2 separate regions of the Hordeum vulgare genome follow, and region 1 is linked to region 2. Evidence: chromatin contacts called from public Hi-C data. All regions are on one chromosome and are shown on one strand. Each heading gives the region's core, a stretch centred on a gene start, on an enhancer-like site or on the middle of the called end of the contact. The rest is flanking DNA. Distances are from core to core; before and after follow the strand shown.

The links. A called contact is a pair of places that touch in the nucleus more often than the background predicts.
Region 1: a Hi-C map of seedling shows a contact between it and region 2, with 2.5 times the contacts expected there. The contact joins the promoter of LOC123397554 here to the promoter of LOC123397249 in region 2. A contact is called at or near these places in 2 of 6 Hi-C or Micro-C datasets (leaf and seedling) and 1 of 1 datasets of contacts at active chromatin or transcription factors (embryo).

The regions. Positions count from the first base shown.
Region 1 is chr1H:25,516,483-25,519,965 of MorexV3_pseudomolecules_assembly, reverse strand. LOC123397554 (protein NETWORKED 2A-like) reads right to left here and starts at 1,716. Exons shown (of 4, transcript XM_045092121.1): 1 at 610-1,716; 2 at 199-440. The coding sequence starts at 292. LOC123397649 (WEB family protein At3g02930, chloroplastic-like) reads right to left here. Exons shown (of 3, transcript XM_045092282.1): 3 at 1,825-3,483. The coding sequence ends at 2,107.
Region 2 is chr1H:24,972,818-24,976,112 of MorexV3_pseudomolecules_assembly, reverse strand. It overlaps LOC123397249 (pentatricopeptide repeat-containing protein At4g38150), which reads right to left and starts at 1,532. Exons shown (of 3, transcript XM_045091893.1): 1 at 1,396-1,532; 2 at 549-1,393. The coding sequence starts at 1,450. The coding sequence ends at 555.

The DNA of each region.
Region 1 (3,483 bases), core at 467-2,966, 540 kb before region 2:
CACATCTTTTGCTGCAAGTAGATTCTATGATACAGTCATGTGAGGCAATTGACAATATATGGAAACACCACTTTATTTGACAGCTTGTGCAGGACATGACGCAAAGCCCTGACCAGGAAAAATAATCAAAGACGTGCCGAGCAAGCAACGAGATCTAGGCGCGTATATCGATTGGCGCGACGAAGAAGGTGAACGGACCTTGGAGGTTGCTGTCGAGCCATTTGGACTGCCTGGTGCGGATGTGGCTCGCCCACCACCACGAGTAGGCGTTGCTCGCCGCCCGCTGCAGCATCCTGCCTCTCCTCCGCCGCCGCGCTTCTCCAGCCGCCGGTTAGCCAGCGCCTCCTCGGTCCTCTCCCTCCAAAATTCCTCCCTAGTTCACCTCCTCCTCCAGCGCACACAGGACCTGATCATGAATGCGTCCCTGCTGATCATCAGCCCTGTTGCACACATGACTCAAACTTGAAGGTCAGCAATGCACATTGCCTGCATTTGCTGTGAGGCTGCATGTCATCTTTGAAAGACGATGAACGAGAGTACGAGACAACGGTGGCGGCGGTGGAGAGGAGGAAGAACAGAGGAGGAGGAGGAGGAGGGGGGGGTGCATACTTCGTGGCAATGTTCCTGAGGAGATGCCAATCGTGCTTGATTGGAAGAACGGAAGCGAGCAGTAGGTGGTAGTGGAAGAGAAGTGGTGGCGATGGCATGGTGCAGGACTCGGGGAGGTCTAGTCTCTGATATGTGGGTCCCCGGAGGTGTTTGCTGTCCTGGGTCGCGGCCTGTGCTGCTGCTCGTGCTCGGCACGTCGGGCGGGCATGTGCACGAAGTTGGGCCAGAAGTAGCTCTGAGATGGGCCGTGGGCTCAGTTTGTGCTTTCGTCTTCTTTTTTTCTTCCACTTTCTTTCCTTTTCTTGCCTTTCCTTTTCTTTTACAGATTTGGTGTCACTAGCAAGTTAAAGCTGATGGGAACAGACAAGGTGTTGTCTTGTTCTCAGAAAAATAAAAAGATGAGCAAAATCCTTTAGACAGCTGCATGCTCTCCTGCAAATGCATATATGTTGATATCATTATCTGCAATGGCCAAATTCATTTACATCTCATGCATACAACAAAACAGGGTTTTGCCCACATACAAACCCAGGAGAAAATCGCTGGGCAGTCCAAAACTCGCATCACATTTTTATTATTATTATTAGAAATTCCATAACAGTGAAAGAAGAAGAATAATAGAAACCTTTGCATCAAATCTGAATGAATGCTGCTCTCATATCATTCGGTATCCTTTACACCCAGCCAGGATGCAATTATGCAACAGTTAAAGGCCACATGGGAGCATGTGACAAAACCCACCCAGCCAGCCAGCCCCCATCCAGCACCATTATGAAATCACAGCTATTTCAGCTGTACCACCTCCAACATAAAATACATCATTATCATTTCTTTCCATGCACCTGATTCGATCGATGCCACCTTCCCAAGCAACCAAGATTAGGAGGGCCCAACCACACACAAAAAGATACTGATAAAAAGTATGAAAAATAAAGCCAAATCAGATCAATCCATCTCAACCATTGAAAAAAAAACCATGGATGGGATGGCCAACATGAGTGTTGCTCTCTGTCAACAAACATGGTTAGAATTCCAGCAGCAGGCATGTGAATATGCTTTCTGCCAACAGACATGATTATAGAATAGCCAACAGATCATGCCAACAAGCATGATGGTTAGTTATAGTATTAGGGTTTATCACCCACTGGTAACATCACATTGCATTACATTATAAGTACAAGTGCATCATATGAGTGACATCAGCTTACCATATGGTTACAAGCAAACGGCCACAGATCGTGTAGATAATAATAGCCACAGCCATAGGGCAAAGAACAGGAGGTCCAACTTATAGAAAAAAAAGAAAAGAGAAAAATGAAACACCCACAAAGCTACTGCAATCACCACAAAAGTACAGGCGTCGACAGTAAAAAAATTACACGTGGAAATTAAGCACACACTACCTTGCTGTCATCAAACAAGAAGAAGAAAAGAAAGATCAGAGTAGTAATAAACACCAATAATAGTACATGTGTTTTTTCTTCTGTTCACCTGCTACTACTTGCTGTTCTTCTTTTTCAGTAGGTTACCAAACTTCTTCAGCAGGGGCTTGTTCTTCTTCTGCGGTTTCGTTGTCGTCGGGGACATGGCCACCTTGCTGGTCACCTCTGCTGATGCTGCTGTACCGTTCGCGTTTGCGTGTTCCGTGCTGCTGTCCTCCTTGGAGGACAGGTCGTCTTTCGAAGACTCAGTTTCCTGTTTCGCATCTGCCTGCAGCTGCTTCTCAACAACCTTGTCGCTCTCGTGTACCGTGGTGAAATCACTTTTCGCCTCCTGCTGCTCGACCTTGCTGTCGTATTTCTCTTCCTCTTGATTCAGGTCGCCATTGGAGTTTCCGTTGGCGACGACGAGTTCCATGCTCGGTTTTTTGTCACTCTCTCCTTCCGTGTCTTCAGTTTCCGCAGCTGCATCGGCAACTTCACGTGTTGCACTGTGCACCTCATCCACAACCACTAACTTCTCTTCCTCCTCAGGATGCTTCTTTTCCATGGCTTCAGCAAGCAAAGCAGACAGTTCCTCTATCTTCTTCATGGCGTCGGCCTCTCGCAGCCTGAATTCGTCATTCTCCTGGGTTAAGCTCTGCAATGCGTTCTCTTGATCAAGTAACCTATCCTTCAATTGCAAACTCTCAGACGCTGCCTCCTGCGCTGCCTTGTTAGCTTCAGCAAACGCTGATTCGATGTGCGTTAGCTGCTCTTGAAGGCCCTCTTTCTCAGCCTTGACCTCCTGCACAGCCTTGTTAGCTTCAGCAACTGCTGATTCCGTGGTCATTAGCTGCTCTTGAAGATCCTCCTTCTCGGCCTTTGCCTCCTGCAAGGCCTTGTTAGCTTCAGCAACAGCTGATTCCTTGTGCATTAGCTGCTCTTGAAGATCCTCCTTCTCAGCCTTTACCTCCTCAATAGCCTTGTTAGCTTCAGCGACTGCAGATTCCGTGTGCATTAGCTGATCCTGGAGACCCTCTTTCTCAGCCTTTACATCCTGCACAGCCCTGTTAGCTTCAACAACCGCTGATTCCGTGTGCAACAGCTTCTCTTGAAGTATCTCTTTCTCCTCACTGACAGTTTGGAGTTCGTGCTCTGCATCTCGCAATGATGCTCCTACCCTGTCGGCTTCTGCTTTAAGAGCGGCAATTTCTTCCTCTGACTGCTTGTTTAAACTGACAATCTCAAGCTCCTTGGCTTCGCATTCCTCTCTATACTTGCTCACCTCAGCCTCCAATTTTCCGACGGTATTCCTTAAACAAGTGATGTCATAGTGTGCCTCCTCAATCATTACCTCATAGTTCTCTTTGGTACTATTTAGGGACATCTTGAGATCGCCAATCTGTGCGAGGGCATGCTCGTAATCATCTTCTTTCTTCAGAAATCTTTCGTG
Region 2 (3,295 bases), core at 283-2,782:
AATATATTACCACAGAGCTGAAATAAGGCTATGTTTATATGTAGAGAGGAAGGATGAAATCTTTGTATTTAAAATTTGGACTCACATACTTCTTCACCAATGGTTTTGTTCCTGTTGTCGCTGCCACAACAGTTTCAAAAAGTGTAACCATAAAGATCATGACAGTGTGTGTGCTGGTCATGATAGAAATTATATCCATGGTTATTTTATCTAGCTTTATCCATGATAGAACTGATTATAATGCATACAACACCAATCAAATGAAAAGAAAAACTACAAACACTGAAAATAAGGAGGAGCAAGCCATGCAAGACAGGATATCAATCCTGTCCTGTGCAACAGAGAACAAACAGTAGACATTTTGATTACGAGTGACAAGTTACGAACTAACAAGTGTTCATGCAACAACATCGTGCTATCATATACTTCCTCTCTCTAAAAATAAATGTCGTTGATCTGGTACAAAATTTATACTAACTTAGTATTAAATCTGCGACACTTGTTTTAGAACGGAGGGAGTATATATGAAAGAAACAGATAGTGCGTACCATTAACTATGATGGCTTCCCAAAGAGCATGTTCATGACAGCCCTGAAGACATGCCCCCGCTTGACGGTGCCGCCGCGCACTGCCTCCTCGTCCAACGTGAACCCCTTCTTCTTCATCATCTCGAGCAGCGCCTTCCCCTCTTCGACCTTGTCCATCCTGACGTGCGCCTCGAAGGCAGCAAGGCAAGTCTCGACATTGGGGCGCATCCCCCGGTCGAGCATCTCCAGCAGGTACTTGCGTGCCTCAGCGCACCGGTCGCCCGCCGCGAGCCCCTTGACAAGCACGGCCATGGTGTAAGCGTTGGGCGCGACCCCGCCGGAGAGCATGCGGTTGTAGGTGCGCACGGCGTCGCGCCAGCGGGCGGGGCCGGCGGCCGCGTAGGCCTCGAGGACGGCGGTGTGGGCGACGACGTCGGGCATGGCGCCCTTGTCCCTTATGACAGAGAAGAGGGCCAGCGCCTCGTGCGTGAGCCCGTCCTTGGACAATCCGTCGAACATCTTGATGGCATAGTCGGTGAGGCCTCCGGTGCGCATCCTGTGAAAGATCTCCTGAAGGTTGGTGGGGTCGACCGGGTCGGCCGCAGCGGGGTTCTTGCTGAAGGGTTCGTAGGGCGGCGGCGGAGCGGGGTTCTTTGCCGGGGACGTCGGTGGAGGCTCGGCGGGGCTCTCGTCGTCGTCGGACCAGTCGAAGGAGACGGGGCTGTTGGTGTTGGGGCTGCGGTTGGGCGGTGGAGAAGCGGTGGAGGAGAGGAGGCGGCCGGCACTGGACAGGGCGGCGGAGGAGGTGGGACGGAGTAGGCGGCGGACGGCGGCGACGGCCATGGGGAGGGAGTGGCGGAGCTCCTTGGGTTGCAGTTGCACACACGGAATGAGACGACCGATCCTTGAGTCATATCGGACATGTCGTAGACCGTCGGATGACGAGCACGATGGCCATCAGATCTGGTATTACAGCCACCACGCTCGGATAACAAGGTATGTGATGAATGTCATGGCTCGCCAGGCGCTCGGCCGTCTAACATCGGTCTTAAAACGCAGGGCACATGAAAAGCTTGATGCGCATAGGGGCCTCGGATTTCTGAACGTTGGCCCGAGCAAAATAGAAAATCAAATTAAAATTGAATATCTCGGTTAAATGGAAGAGCTTTAAAACTAAGAAACATAGCGCGTTAAAATAATTAAACAGGCTCCCAAAAAAAAAGAATTAAATAGGAGAGCTTCATGAGAAATTGTTGACCCGTCAAAATCGACTGACCTAACTCAAAATTAAAGACCTAAATTAATTATGAGGCCTTAAAAATCAGGAAGCATAGTGGATACTAGAAGGATTGAACGCGCTTTGCTGCGTGGTTGGTGTTTTTGATTTTCATAATTTTTATACTTCGTCTATCTTAAAGTATATGTTGTACTCCCTTCGTTTTAAAATTATTGTCTCGGATTTATCTAGATATGAATGTATCTAGTCACATTTTAGTATATAGATGCATTTATATCTAGAAAAATTTAAGACAAGAATTTTGAAACGAAGGGAGTATTAGTTTTTTAAAAAGTCAACCCTCTTTGAATTTGACCATGTTTTTATAGAAATATATCAGTATGCATAATATCAAGTCAGATTCTTAGATTTATCATGAAATGAATTTTTATATTATTATTTAGTATTGTGGATGTCCACAAACGAACAACCATCTAACCGCGAGTCTGAACTCCCACGATTAGTGCATCACAATACTAAGAAAAATATTATAGGTAGGAGCCTATTAGTAGCGCTGGAAAGTAGAAAGCGATGCTGCTATTTAGCAGTAGCGCTGGGCACAACGCAGCGCTACTGCTAATGTCCTTAACAGTAGCGCTGGCCTTATATTCTGTGCTACTGATAAACGGGGACCAAGGAGACCACCCGCAGTAGCTATAGTAGCAGCGTCGTTCCTAAACCTTCGCTACTACTAAGGTCAATATCAGTAGCGCTGCGTAGCATCCAGCGCTACTGCTAAAAGCGGCCTAACGACGTAACCGCAGTAGCTGTAGTAGCGGCGCCGGCGTGGTAAAAGCGCTACTCCTAAGTACAATAGCAGTAGCGCTCCTCCGGAACCACCGCTACTACTATGTTGAGTTAACACCCCGCGCCATGCCTAAAAAATTCCTAACTCTCCCCCACTCCCCCACCCCCTCTCTCCTCGAGCTCAAGCCGTCGCCGCCTCCCTCGCCGTCGTCGTCGTCGTCGTTGCCGTCGCCTCCCTCATAGCTGCCTCCCTCGCCGTCGCCACCGCGCCCACTACTAGGAAAAACCTTATATGCATGAGCCTATTAGTAGCGCTGGATTGTAGAAAGCGCTGCTGCTATTTAGCAGCAGTGCTGGAAACAACGCAGCGCTACTAATAATGTCCTTAGCAGTAGCGCAGGCCTCATAATCTGCGCTACTGATAAACATGGACCAATGAGGCCATCCATAGTAGCTACAGTAGAAGCGCCGTTCCTAAACCTGCGCTACTGCTAAGGTCAATATCAGTAGCGCTGCATAGCATCCAGCGCTACTGCTAAAAGGGGCCCAACGACGTAACCGCACTAGCTGTAGTAGCAGCGCCGGCGTGGTAAAAGCGGTACTGCTAAGTACAATAGCAGTAGCGCTTCCATAAACCCACCGCTAGTGCTATGTTGAGTTAACACCCGTCGTGCCTAAAAATTTTCTAACTCCCCCCAATCCCCCACCCCCTCTCTCCTCGATCTCAAGCCGTCGCCGCCTCCCT